Linked DNA regions of Mus musculus: regions 1, 2 and 3 are each linked to region 4. A link is a contact called in public promoter capture Hi-C data. All regions are on one chromosome and are shown on one strand. Each heading gives the region's core, a stretch centred on a gene start, on an enhancer-like site or on the middle of the called end of the contact. The rest is flanking DNA. Distances are from core to core; before and after follow the strand shown.

Region 1 (3,109 bases), core at 401-2,900, 1.0 Mb before region 4:
TGTTATTAATATCTTAAAAGCTTCTGTCTATGCCCTTGACAGTATTGTTGAAATCAAGGAGAGGCACACACTTCACTTCATTGCCATTAATCTTTAATTAAAGTTAGTGTTGTTAAACCCATACGGTTCCGTCAAAGCTGTGGGATTAAACAAATGGTCCAGGCGACCAGAAAAACTTAGTGGAAAGACTTCTTCAGGCCCAGGAAGGTGTAAGGTGATCTGGGGTTGCAATGAAGACCAGCAGAGCCACAGAGACTTGTAAATTGGATATTGTTTCAGAAATGCTAACAAGACCCAACCTGCATAGAGAATCCAAGGAAAAGGAAACTGGCCAAAACAGGTGCTGAATTCATATAGCGCACGGAAGCAGTAACTCCTGGCTGGAAACTTCGCATCCCAGAGGAGCCCGTGTGAGGCCTTACATCTCTTCTTCAAGTTCCTGAACCTGGGATGAGACCACTTCGCCATTCACTATCTCCTGCACGACTGTCTTGATTTTTCGAGTTTTATTTGGGTCTAAAGGTAAAAAACAAACACAAACAAACAAACAACACAAAAGAGGATGATGATTATTACTAAGCAGTTATCAACCCAAGGTTTATTCTTGTTCAACTTAAGCTTTTCGTCAAATTCAGACTTTTGCAAGTGACTCCATTCCAAACCAAGTGAGTTTTACTTAGTGGAAATGAAATTTATTCAGGACTGTCTTGTGCACAAATCAAAAGGCTCAACGTCTCCCTCCATCTCTCTGTTCCTCTAGTTCTTTCTTTCAGTTCAGGGTCTTGCTAAATATTAGCCCAGGATAGCCTGGAACTCACTATCCCCCCCCCCCTCTCTCTTTCTCTCTCTCTCTCTTTTAATTTTTATTAAAAAAATTTAGCCCTCCAAGAGATGGGATGGCAGGCACACACTAATCCTGGTGTACTTTAAAAGCATTTAAGAAGTGTGCATGGTAGTGCATGAATGTAATCCTAGCATTCAGGAGGCAGAGGCAGGTGGATCTCCATGAGTTCAAGGGCAGCCTGGTCTACAGAGCGAGTTCCTGAACAGCCAGGGCTACACAGAGAAACCCCGTCTCATGGCGCTCATTTTGTCTTCCTAGAGTAGGATTTTCTTACTTGAGCTTGCTGAGAGTTTTAATATACCACTCCACTGCCCAGTGTGTTTGAGCAGAGATATGTCCCCTGCTCAGAACACAAATCTATTTTAAGTTATTTACACTCAACGTTTAGTGAGATCTTACAGTTTAGTCATTTCACGAATGAGAGTCTGCCTTATTTTTAATGATTCTCGTGTCCATACCTTTAGAGGAATCGACTGATGGTGTCTGCGGTTTGGAGACAGAAAGGGATGAGCTCTCGTCAAAACCGTCGCTGTAAAGAGAAGGAGAGCTGTGCTCACGTGATTGTTGGATAAGTAAGGAGACCCTGCTGCTTGAGCTTAAACATGAGAGACGCCTACACAACCGCAACAAAAATAGAGATGCTATTACAAGTTTCTTGGCTGACTGATGCACCACGAGGGTAGCTAATTGGGTCAGCACAGATTTTCATCCAAACCTCCTACAATGGGCTCTGAGGGGGAGCAGCTTGGTCTCAGAAATCAGCTGTCTTAATTTACCATCTGGGGCTCTTCCTTCCAGATTAGGCTGCTATTGTTGATGACGGGTTTGCTACCGTGGGGCTGGGTGATCCGGATGCTGCTATCGATGTGTTATCCCTAGCATCAAGAGATGGTTCTTCTAGAACATGTAAGTACTCATTTACAATGAGCATTTTATTAATTTGTATCAAGTGAGATAGTGGCTGAATACATTCTATTATCTAGTAAATTCTAGGCATGCATTTTCTAGATTTGTTGTTTTATCCTTTTTTCCCTCCTCTTCAAAAGTCTGTGTGTGTGTGTGTGTGTGTGTGTGTGTGCATGCATGTTCATGTGTTGGTTCTGGACTACACCTTGTTTGAGACACACTGGGCCACAGACTTCTGAGGCTCTTCATGCCTCCACCTTCTGTCTTCAGCAGGAGCGATGAGGTTAGAGATACACTCGACATGGGTTTTGGGGGCTCTGGACTCAGTTCTCTACACTTGCAAGCTTCCCAGCCCACCCCCTCTTCCTGCAGGCAGTATGCAGATGTAGCTCAGGTTGGTCTGGAACGTGGGTTCCTCTTGCCCCAGACTCCTCAGTGCTAGGATCACTGGCAAGATTTGTTCCCTGTTTAGTCGACTACAGCCCTCTTCTCCCACTGCAGAAAAAAAATCTGCATCAGGTGTCCACAGTCTTTCAGCCCCTACGATGTTTCCAATCTTATTGTCTGCTCACCCTTGGCTGTCCCCCTCCAGCAGCCGGCGGTAGGTCTCAATCTCCATCTCCAGGCGAGCCTTGACGCCCAGCAGCCGCTGGTGGTCCGCATTCTGGCGCTCCGCGTCAGCCCGCACCTGTTGGAGTTGCTCCTCCAGGCTGCCGATCAGCTGCTGCACCTGAGACAGTTGGCAGCAGTACCCACCCTCGGTTTCAGCCAGCGAGCCTTCCAGGGACGACTTCTGCAAATGGGAGATAGACAGAATTGTCTGGGGATCAGAGAACAAGATGGGCAGCCCATGGTCCAGCATACGGTGGGTGCAACATCTTTTTTTTTGGAAGTTAAAGGATGCATCATCTCTCTCTGCATGTCACGCTACCATGGCGAGCTGGGACTGGAGTTCAATCTCTAGGTTCTGCACCATGCGCTTCAGGTCGGTGACCTCGCTCTTGCTGGACTGAAGCTGCTCCGTGTTGCTGCTGATCTCTTTTCGGAGCTCTCTGCTCTGCAACAGCAAAGTAGGTGGATGGGGTGAGCTCTGCGCTGGCTCAAAGGGCTTTCTGGGAATGCATCAAATCTCGCGGTGTTACCTTTTCAAGAAACCAGGCCTCTGCATCTTTCCGATTTTGCTCAGCCATGGCTTCATACTGGGCTCTCATTTCATTGAGGACCTTGGTGAGATCCACTCCAGGGGCCGCGTCCATTTCTACATTGACCTCACCTGGACCACCTGCCTGGAAACTTTGGAGTTCCTAGAGACAGCAATGGAGAGAGAAAGACACAGGAGTACATGTGGCTAGTGAGTCC
Region 2 (3,428 bases), core at 571-3,070, 1.5 Mb before region 4:
ACAATGCAGAACCCCGGACAGCCTGGCTTTTCTGTGCCTGTCTAGTGTGTTTGTCTCGGTGGTGAATGTCTCGCTCGCAAGGATGAGCATGCCGCCCCTCCTCGGCCTCACGAGTGTGCATGACTGCACAGTCCCTTCTTGGCCTCATGAGTGTGTGAGTGTGTAACTGTGCATAGTCCCTTGTTGGCTTCCTGCTGCTGGTTTTTTTGTTTGTTTGTTTGTTTTGTTTTTTTTGTTTTTTTGGGGGGGGGACAGTCTTTTGAGACAAAGTGTCTCTATTATGCAGCTCTGGTTGTCCTGGAACTCTATATAGACCAGGCTGAAGTCAGACTCTCAGAAATCCACTTGGCTTCAAGCCTCCCAAGTGCTGGGATTAAAGGAACTCTTTACCACACCCAGCTCATCCTGCTGTCTTTTCATGCTGTGTCCTGAGTCCAGGCTGTGAGTTCCAGATGCCTCCTTTCCCATCTCCAACCTTGTGTGTCCTGTGTCCTCTGCAGCCCTGAGTCTTTGTCTCTGAAAAAAAAAATCAGGTACAGGGATGTTGGCTAGGGAAGACTCCAGGCCAGCCTGTGAGATAGCGACAGGCTTGGGCTCTCCCAGAGAGCATCTTTTCAAAAGAGTCATCCTCCCCCATTTTTCTACCATTATTACATAGGCCATAGCAAAAGCTTAGGGGTAGCTGCTAGGCTGCTCCCGCTGTGGGTGTGGATAACCCGTCTCCTTCTCCTGTCCCCAGGGCTTCTTCCGACGAAGCATCCAGAAGAACATGGTGTATACGTGTCACCGGGACAAGAACTGCATCATCAACAAGGTGACCCGGAACCGCTGCCAGTACTGCCGGCTGCAGAAATGTTTCGACGTGGGCATGTCCAAGGAGTGTGAGTGTCGCAGGGCCAGGGGCCAAGCCCCGCCCAAGGTGGGGCGTGCAGGGGTGCTGTGTGTGTGTGTGTGTGTGTGTGTGTGTGTGTGTGCCTGTGTATACATGTGGGAACATGTGTGCCGCGGCAGGCGGGCAAGCTTCTAGTTAAGGATGCTTTGTAGATAACACCACAAACCTGGGAGTCTGGCTGGCTGCGTGTCCATGGATCGTTTGGTGTTAAGCCCAGAATGCACAGAGCGGTCCCCTTAGCATGGTGGTTGCTTGCATGCCTGCTTGTGTATGGGGTGCCTGCCCCCAGGATAGCTTTCTTCTGGGTTTTGCTTGGCTTTGGGTGTGGCTCAGTAGCTTATCCCAGTCCCTCCTGTATCTTAAGGGAGAGGCCTGAACTCGAAAAGGTGTGAAGTTGGTCTGTATGTATGGGGGGGCTGACATAGGACCCCCTGAAGCCATTGTCTGGATAAACCTGGAACCCTGAGTTGGAAGAGAATTGGGCTTCTCAGATCCCAGAGGAAAGGGGGTTTCCAGTTTGGGCTCAGCTGAGGCCCTGACGGAGGGAGGGACAGAGGGGAGGGCTGGACGGGGAGACCCTCTTGTGTTGAATCATGGGTGTTGCCGTGGTGACCAGTGATTGATGATGTCAGAGATAAATGACGCTGACAGACGCCTCCTTGTCTGCGTGGCCGTTGCCATGGAGCCCGAGCCTTGGGGGATGAGGTGGGGGAGGGGGCTGCAAGACCCCCTCCAGCCCTTTGTGGGGAGGGGTGCTGAGAAAGATGGTTCTGACTAATGCACCAGCAGCCCCAGCCAGGAATTGGGGAGCTGGATATCCTGCTGCCTCCTGTCACCAGAGACACGGGAGTGCTGGTCTTGTACTCAGGAAGTAGTGACTAGTGACGGTCCTCTGCAGAGTCTGTGACAACTTGGGACGTGCAGAACTGAGACCTTTTGGTAAAGGGGCCGTCACTTCCTTCTCCCTTTGCCCCACCTTCCTTCTTTGAACTATTAGAACAGGACGAGGGTGGGGACCCCCTCTCCTTCCCACAACAACTCCCCCTTTCTTTCTCTCCCTCCTCTCCCTCTCCCGGCTGCTCCGTGCCCCGGAGCTGAGCAGCTGCCATTTCAATAGAATTAAAGCTTCCGAATGATAAACGTCTTGTCACAGCTGCAATTTTCTCTTCCCAAATTATCCCCCACTCTGCCTCTCCCTTCTCTCCCCTGCACTTTATTGAATTTGCAGAATCGACATGAGTGATCTCCAAATTATGCCAGCTTCCCCCCCCATCACCCCCCCCCCGTCCCCTCCCTGGACCCCCACCCCCACCCTTCCTTCCTCCCGCGTCAGCAGCCGCCACGGAGGCCCTGTGAGTGATTGTGTGTCTGGGATAATCGGCTGGTAACGACCCCATCGCTTCTTTAAAGCCCGAGCGGTGTGTGCGGCTCAGCGCCCCCCTCCCAGCGATCTGTCAGCTCCCCGGCTAATGGGCCAAGAGATTCTTCTGCCAGGGGGCCCCCATTCTCTGGTTGGGGAGCCTTATTCCCTGCCTGCCCAGGGAAGCTGCTTTGAGCCAGTCTTAGGAATCCCCCAGGGAGATCGCTGCCAGGAGAGCTGGGACAGCAGGGATTCCTGGCAGGCACCAAAGCGGGGACTCAGTGTGTGTGACTGCCAACCTGGGCACATGTTCTTAGAGTGTGGGCTGCTGCCATGGGTGCATGACGACAGGGTACCACACACTGGCGGAGGGCATATGTGCACATGTGTGGTGTGGCCTCAGCCACAGTCCCAGGCCCTAAAATAGGATTTAGGATATGAGTCAGACAGGTTAGTGTGGGGCACTGTTTTGTGGATCTGTCTGTCTGTCTGTGTGTGTCTGTCTGGGTGGTGGACAGCATAGGCTGGACGACCCCGAGCCAAAAGCAGTCACTCTCTAACCAACCCATGTCCCCCCTTCCACCCCTCCCTCCCCCCAGCGGTGCGAAACGATCGAAACAAAAAGAAGAAAGAGGCACCCAAGCCCGAGTGCTCAGAGAGCTACACGCTGACGCCTGAGGTGGGCGAGCTCATTGAGAAGGTTCGCAAAGCGCACCAGGAGACCTTCCCGGCCCTCTGCCAGCTGGGCAAGTACACTACGGTATGCCAGCCGCGAGGGGTACTGCACACCCAGGCCGCCTCTGCTGCCCTTCCCCTGTCTCCTCCTACACTGTCAGGAAGTGTAGGCTGAGCAGAGGGCGAAAGGCAGCGAGCGGCCAGGCTGAAGCGGGTGCCAGTGCCGTAGCTGAGGCCCTGACCCTCCCTGCCTCCCCCAGAACAACAGCTCAGAACAACGAGTCTCCCTGGACATTGACCTCTGGGACAAGTTCAGTGAACTCTCCACCAAGTGCATCATTAAGACTGTGGAGTTCGCCAAGCAGCTTCCCGGCTTCACCACCCTCACCATCGCCGACCAGATCACCCTCCTCAAGGCTGCCTGCCTGGATATCCTGGTGAGAGTCTGCCCCTGCTCTCCAGCCGGGTTCCGGCCCTTGTAGGATCTGTTCCCAGCCAGAT
Region 3 (3,393 bases), core at 409-2,908, 1.8 Mb before region 4:
AAAACGATCTCATTGCTACTTCATAACTGTGATTTGGTACTGTTATCAATTACGATGTAAGTATCTGATACGCAAGATGTCTATCTGATATTCTATTCGACCCCTGTGGGTCTTGAGTTTGTGACATATAAAGTAGGCAGCTGTTGCCAGTTAGCATGTTTTAAGAATTAAATCTCGCCGGGCATGGTGGCGCACGCCTTTAATCCCAGCACTCAGGAGGCAGAGGCAGGCAGATTTCTGAGTTCGAGGCCAGCCTGATCTACTGAGTGAGTTCCAGGATAGCCAGGGCTATCGAGACAGAGAAAACCTGTCTTGAAAAACAAAAACAAACAAATAAACAAACAGAATGGGAATCCCTTGGCCTGTCCTCTCAAGCAGAGGCTATGTAGTTAATGTCCATGACATCTGTGGCCACCAGAGGGCACCCTAGCCCCAGAGTTGGCCCCACCCCATCAGGTATGCCTCAACATCAAAAAATGTCTATATTCCTTGGCCCCACCTTGGTGGGGGTGAAATAGTTCAGAAAGTACCAGATCGAGATGCCATCAGTCAGACAAGGAATGCCGTCCTCCTTTTTAGGTAGTAATACCCTGTTGGGACTGAGAGCGACTGGGATGTCCCTCCATCCCTACTACCCATGATTGGGCAAGGCATTTCCCTTTCTGGCCCAGTTCACAGAGGTGAAATCACCAAGGTCTCTTTCAGAGCTAACACTGGGCAGAGTTCTAGGATGGGAGATGCAGCTCCTCCTTTCTCACCTCAGCATGCATCGACTCAAGCCAGCTCACACCACTGCTACATAATGAGCAGAGATCGTCGGGACACTCCATGACCCAGCCTCCGACGCCCTCCAGATGCCCCAGACTCCACGACATCGAGGTAATGTGCCAAGGGAAGCAGAAAGGCAAGGTCAGGTGAGCCAGGAGCCCCAGAGGGTCTTGATTCATTCAAGACAGACATCCGGTTTCCTCTGGCCTCTCTGCCAGGATCCAGGGGCTTAAAGAAATGAGTCATAATGGGGGGTATTGGGGAGTTCCCAGCTAATCAGCCTGGGACAGAACGGCCTGAATGCTGGACCAATTTATTTTTATCCAAATGTGGGGCAGGCGTAGACAGCAAGACCCTACCTAGGGTGCTGTGGAGGGCTCCCAGAAAAGCAGGAGGCAGCCACCAGGAAGCTTATGGGTCTGAAAAGAGGACAGGTTCTTTCTTCTCTCGGGATGTTTGTCCCAGGTATAGGTGACTTGAGAATCACAAATGAAGGGCAGAGGGGGCTCCCCAAGCACGTCTGCCAGAGGATGGAGAGACAGAAGCAGTCTTGATCTGAGCACCCATTCTTCCCCAGGGTCTGAGTTCCTTGCTATCCCCTCCAGGGTTTCACCAGCCTTGTTGGACAACTCGGATCCAGATCCAACACCCTGCAGCGATTCAGGCCTGGGTGTGGCTGGAAGAGAGGAAGAGAGTTTGAGGGGGGGACAAGACGTCAAGGAAGGAACAGAGATTCCCCGATTTCACAAAAACTTTCGCAAACAGCTTTTCCCCAACCCCCTGCATTGTCCTGAGCTATCATCAAATTTGCATAAATCCTGGGAAGTTATTACTAAGCCTGAGTTGCCCCAGCCCCAGGTAATTTCCTCCCGGGGCCTTGATGGCTTTATGTATAAAGGCCCCCTGGAGCTGGGCCCTGGCAGAGCCCAGAGCTGCAGCCCAGATCACCCAGAATCCATGGCTCAACTTTCTGCCCAGAGGCGCATGAAGCTAATGGGTGAGTGCCCTGGTTACCTGCCCTGGGTGTGGAATGGAGAGAGGCCGGATAACAAGTGCCTCAGACCCGTCTGTTTGCTCCTAGCCCTGCAGCTGCTGCTGTGGCAAAGTGCACTATGGTCAGGACGAGAGGCCGTTCCCCTGGTCACTGTCAGCGCTCTGCCACCATCCCTGCCTCTGCCCCGAAGCTTCCTGCTTAAGTCCCTGGAGCAAGTGAGGAAGATCCAGGCCAGCGGCTCGGTGCTGCTGGAGCAGTTGGTGAGTGGGGTTGCCATAGGTGTGGAGGGAAGGACTTGGGGGGGGTAGCGGGGGAGGCAGGAGCACAAATGAGAAGAGGGCAGACTAGGAACACACAGCAGTTGACAGTGTTTGCCCAGTGTGCACAAGAGCCTAGATGGCACCCTCAGAATACTGACAGAAACATTGAGGAAGGGAACATGGGGGGAGAAGGGCACAGGAAAGAGAATGAGTAGAGACAGCAGTGGGACCTCTGGATGGGACAGTCCTTAGGGTCACTAGGAAGGTAGGGAGCTGAGAAGCCAGGAGGACCTGAGCTGGACAAAGAGCCTGGCCCAGGTGAGCACCCTCAGTATCCTTCCATCTACAGTGTGCCACCTACAAGCTGTGTCACCCCGAGGAGCTGGTGTTGCTGGGCCACTCTCTGGGGATCCCGAAGGCTTCCCTGAGTGGCTGCTCTAGCCAGGCCCTGCAGCAGGTGAGTATTTTCGGAAAAAGGAGGACCAGGAGGAGAAGGGGGAGGAGGGGGAGGAGGAGAAAGAGGGAGAGGAGGGGGAGAAGGGGGAGGAGGAGGGGGAGGAGGAAGAAGAGGGGGAGGAGGGGGAGGAGAAGGAGGGGAAGAAGGAGGAGGAGGGGGAGAAGGAAGGACTACATCCTACTATTTGGGCTCCTGAAGAGAGCAAGCATCCCAAGATGTACTGCCTAACCCTGCTATCTTCCCCAGACACAGTGCCTAAGCCAGCTCCACAGTGGGCTCTGCCTCTACCAAGGTCTCCTGCAGGCTCTATCGGGTATTTCCCCTGCCCTGGCCCCCACCTTGGACTTGCTTCAGCTGGATGTTGCCAACTTTGCCACCACCATCTGGCAGCAGGTGAGTACCATCTGGAGGGGGTCATGGCAGCACACCTGGGCACCCTGGAAGCTCTCTATATTTTCAGAGGCCTGTTTTTTGGGAAGACACCCCTCGCCCCCTACCCCGCTTCCTCCAGGCTGAGAGACAGACAGACTCTGTCCAGAGACAGACTGGGTTGGAGTCTTGGTCCTACCGTTAACGTTTAATGAGCCCCACAGGCCAACTTAACCAACTTCCCAGCACTTCCTCACCTCAAGGAAGGACTGATCCCTGACTTCATCTCCTCCCCACAGATGGAAAACCTAGGGGTGGCCCCTACTGTGCAGCCCACACAGAGCGCCATGCCAGCCTTCACTTCTGCCTTCCAGCGCCGGGCAGGAGGTGTCCTGGCCATTTCGTACCTGCAGGGCTTCCTGGAGACGGCTCGCCTTGCTCTGCACCACTTGGCCTAGACCTGAGCAGAAAGCCCTTTCCAGATAGTTTATTTATCTCTATTTAATATTTATGCATATTTAAGCCTACTATTTAAAGACAAAGAC
Region 4 (3,264 bases), core at 234-2,733:
ATTCCTAATCCAACTGAAAAATTAAAAGATCATGAACATGAACTATAAAATAGCAGCTCTAGAAAACAATAATAAATATAAAGAATTAGAGGAAGTGAATGTCCAACATCATTGTCACAGCTCAACAAAAGCAGAGAACTGGAGGGAGTAGAAACAGCTGCTGCTGAAACTGCTTCTTGGTCCTTGGAAGCTTGTCCCTCAGGATCTATATATGGCCAAAGCCTGATCTACCTAGTGAGTTCCAGGCCAACCAAGGCTACATAGTGAGACCATGTCTCAAAAAAAAAAAAAAAAAAAAAAAAAAGACTTTAGGGAATGCAATAAAAATATGTACATACTAAAAACCTTTTCTGCAAGATGACATTGAATTGATTATGTAACATTTTGATAGTTTCCTGTTAAATGTGGTATGTCAAAGCCTTAAAATTTTAAAAGCCAAAACTATGTACTCAGATTTGATATTCTAGGCTCTAAGTTCCAGTAGAAGTCTAGGGCAACTAGGTAAAATATAACAATCAGGGGCCAGAAATAACATGGCTTCTCTTAGCGGTATTTTCTAAACGGTTACTTCCTTGCCATTTGAAAGCTTTACTTGTAGAAAGAAATGATGAAGAGTCTATATAATATTCAGCGGAGCAAAAAACAAACTGAAGGCATCCTGTGTTGATTGTCACGGCACACTGCATCCTCATCAACACAACCATTCAAAGTGTTTCAAATGTTTGTTCATTTGCTTTCTCAGCTACACTGAGCACTTCTCTTCACCTGTGTAACTCCCTCTTTAGACAACTAGACAACCAGGTAAACATTAATACCTTCCCAACTATCATCTCAGGATGATGGCTTCAAGTCTATAAACAGCTGTGAAAGAAACCAAACAAACCAGAGGACGTGCCACTCACAAACTTCTCATTGTCACCCTTTCCAATGAACAAAACCAGCATTTGCAGATACAGCAAAGCATCAGGGCTCCATTCTGAGATCATCCTTGCTGAAACATTGTGCTTTACCTTCAGATCCAGTTTCACTATTGCACACGTCTCTCCTACAGATGAGAGCTTAACGCATAAATTGGTATCACTGAAAACAAACAATCCATAAAAAACTTAAAGGAGCATCAAAGTAAATGTGCAAATAACACTGGTGCTTAGAGCCCCACGTAAGTCCCTAAGACAAAGGAGTTAGTGGTTGGCAGAAAAAAGGCCAAGTAACTAGACCTGCTTTCCCCCACTTCTCTTTAATAAGATCTTATTTACCAGCACACAAACACAAACCAAAGTCAGGACTGCAACCTAACAAAAATTACCACATTGAACTGAGTTTCTATTTGTTTTTTAACTATACTTCTTGTATATAGGGTAATAAGTCCAAGTAGAAAATAAGTCATTGACATACTTTTCCAAGTAACAGTCCAGGCATCCCCGCCTCACAGAACAGGGAGAACAGTTTTCAGCTGCAAACGCTGGTGAGCTCAGCATTCAATCTGGGAACTTGGCACTCTCCGCATGTTCAGGGCGTGCCGATGTATCTCTTGCATCTGTCGGATGCGGTCCTTCTGCCACATTAAATTTTGAGGCATGGGGTATCTCTGTGTGCCATGTAAGTACCGGTAAGGGATCCTGACATGGCAAGCAGTGGCCCTGCAGCGGGGCTGAGGCATTGGAGGAAGGAGCATCCACCTCTTTCTCTCAGCACAGTATCGGTAGGCCTCTTTCCTGTACTGTTTGTCAATATCATCACTGTTTTTCCAGCCTCCAATAATGAAGACATCATCTCTGTAATAGCAAATGGCTGCTCCTTCGATGCTTAGGACTTCTGGAGGCAAGCTTTCAAGGATCTCATCAGACACCTGACCGGCAATTTTTCTTACTGCTTCTTCATTTTCTAAGGAGTAACTCTTGGGACAGCATGATGCTGTCTGATAAAAGTTTGAATTGACCACAGACATCTGGAAAAAACAGTAATTGTCAATAAGCGGTAAAGATTCCACATCTTGCCACTGTCGAGTCTCTGTATCATAGCAAGTAATTACAGCCTTCAGTCCATCCTCAGTGTCCCGGTCCACGGGCGTGCGGGCAGCAATGTACACAAACCGGTCCTCAATGGCTAATGCTTTGACATCTCGCAGAATCTTTGGTGCTGACTCTAAGTTGTGCCATTTATCAAGCTCGGGATTGTAAACAGTCACGTCTTTAAAGCCAGGGCTAAAATTGCCGTGTCCTCCAATGCTATACAGCTTCCCTTTGACTTCTGTTAGCCCAAAAGAGTGCTTTCTGGTCATCAGACTACAAACATGTTCCCATGTATTCAGGTTTGGGTTGTATCTTTCCACAGTTTTAGCAAACCCTGGTTCCATGGAGCCAGCAACATACACGTAGGACTCTGTAATTGCGACGGCATGTCCATCAAGGTGGTTATGAATGTGGGGCAGATTGACCCACCTATCCTCATCAACAAAATATCCCACACATTCACTTAAGTAGTCTCCTCCTTCCGACACTCCTCCGATAACCATGATTACGTCCATGTTTTGTCCATAGCGAGGTAACAGTGAGACTTGTGAAGTGGGCTGCTGCAATGTGCCAGACTGTATATTCTCTGCTCTGAGCGCATGCCTCTCCACTGCTTCTGCCACCAGCTTGACACAAACTTCATTATTGGCCACTAGCCGCTCTGGTTTGACATGCCGTGTAAGGTAGGTGGGTTTCATCTGGGACAATCTGAGCAATTTAAAAAGCTCTTCAAAGTATCTCTCTCTCTCTTCTGCATTTCTCTGAACCCACTTCAAAACTGTTTCAAAAAGAACCTCTTCAGAATCCACAGTGATTTCCAAGTCCGAAAGCCAGTCCCGAATGAGATGGAAAGGTAAAGTGTAAAATTCCTCATCCTGAATGACTTTATAGAAATTTCTCCGTATCATATCTGCAGCTTTCAGAGCAAGCTGGCTCAGGGTATACATGTGGGCTAAGCTATGAATGGCCACACAATTCGAGAGATGAAGTTTTTTCTTGAGAAATTCTCCACAGAATTCTTTTAAACGAATTAATAAGAATCTAGAATCAAGAAAAAAGAGAAAAGATTGATTTTGGAATATATATGTTATATAGTTGTATGTGTACCTGAATTATACAAATTAAAATGGTAGGATTAATCTTATAAACACAAGCCTGGAAAAAGACTACCCTCCCTCTGCAAATTAGCAAACAGTATGCGGGAAAGTATTTTTAGGAGGGAGGGTTTGAAATAGGTCTCTCTATGCAGATG

The links. Promoter capture Hi-C pulls out the DNA fragments that hold promoters and counts their contacts.
Region 1: a promoter capture Hi-C map of hippocampal neurons shows a contact between it and region 4, with 5 times the contacts expected there. The contact joins the promoter of A830036E02Rik here to the enhancer-like site in region 4. A contact is called at or near these places in 7 of 39 promoter capture datasets (the 3T3-L1 cell line, frontonasal cranial neural crest, hippocampal neurons and 2 more).
Region 2: a contact with region 4 is called in a promoter capture Hi-C map of hippocampal neurons, with 3 times the contacts expected there. The contact joins two enhancer-like sites. A contact is called at or near these places in 11 of 39 promoter capture datasets (the 3T3-L1 cell line, the C10 cell line, cranial neural crest and 7 more) and 1 of 115 datasets of contacts at active chromatin or transcription factors (astrocytes).
Region 3: a promoter capture Hi-C map of hippocampal neurons shows a contact between it and region 4, with 8 times the contacts expected there. The contact joins the promoter of Csf3 here to the enhancer-like site in region 4. A contact is called at or near these places in 4 of 39 promoter capture datasets (the 3T3-L1 cell line, cranial neural crest, hippocampal neurons and 1 more) and 1 of 115 datasets of contacts at active chromatin or transcription factors (pancreatic cancer cells).

Annotation. Positions count from the first base shown.
Region 1 is chr11:99,415,593-99,418,701 of GRCm38.p6, forward strand. It overlaps A830036E02Rik (RIKEN cDNA A830036E02 gene), which reads left to right and starts at 1,651. Exons shown (of 4, transcript NR_153851.1): 1 at 1,651-1,750; 2 at 2,343-2,820; 3 at 2,937-3,109. Krt12 (keratin 12) reads right to left here. Exons shown (of 8, transcript NM_010661.2): 4 at 2,893-3,054; 5 at 2,682-2,807; 6 at 2,323-2,543; 7 at 1,303-1,373; 8 at 72-516. The coding sequence ends at 419.
Region 2 is chr11:98,967,306-98,970,733 of GRCm38.p6, forward strand. Rara (retinoic acid receptor, alpha) reads left to right here. Exons shown (of 9, transcript NM_009024.2): 4 at 740-881; 5 at 2,852-3,012; 6 at 3,188-3,364. Among named protein-coding and RNA genes, the nearest start is that of Gjd3, 14 kb to the right of the region's middle. Within about 2 kb of position 1,821, at least 82 of the 459 cell types and tissues checked have an H3K27ac peak or open chromatin away from gene starts, as enhancers often do. A contact at or near this core is called in hippocampal neurons, where this site is marked.
Region 3 is chr11:98,699,655-98,703,047 of GRCm38.p6, forward strand. Csf3 (colony stimulating factor 3 (granulocyte)) reads left to right here and starts at 1,659. Exons shown (of 5, transcript NM_009971.1): 1 at 1,659-1,765; 2 at 1,850-2,022; 3 at 2,372-2,479; 4 at 2,726-2,872; 5 at 3,148-3,393. The coding sequence starts at 1,726. The coding sequence ends at 3,306. It overlaps Gm38985 (a long non-coding RNA gene), which reads right to left and starts at 1,856. Exons shown (of 3, transcript XR_001780319.2): 1 at 1,783-1,856; 2 at 759-1,444.
Region 4 is chr11:100,461,393-100,464,656 of GRCm38.p6, forward strand. It overlaps Klhl11 (kelch-like 11), which reads right to left. Exons shown (of 2, transcript NM_172565.2): 2 at 1,220-3,053. The coding sequence ends at 1,472. Among named protein-coding and RNA genes, the nearest start is that of Klhl11, 9.8 kb to the right of the region's middle. Within about 2 kb of position 1,484, at least 10 of the 459 cell types and tissues checked have an H3K27ac peak or open chromatin away from gene starts, as enhancers often do. A contact at or near this core is called in hippocampal neurons, where this site is marked.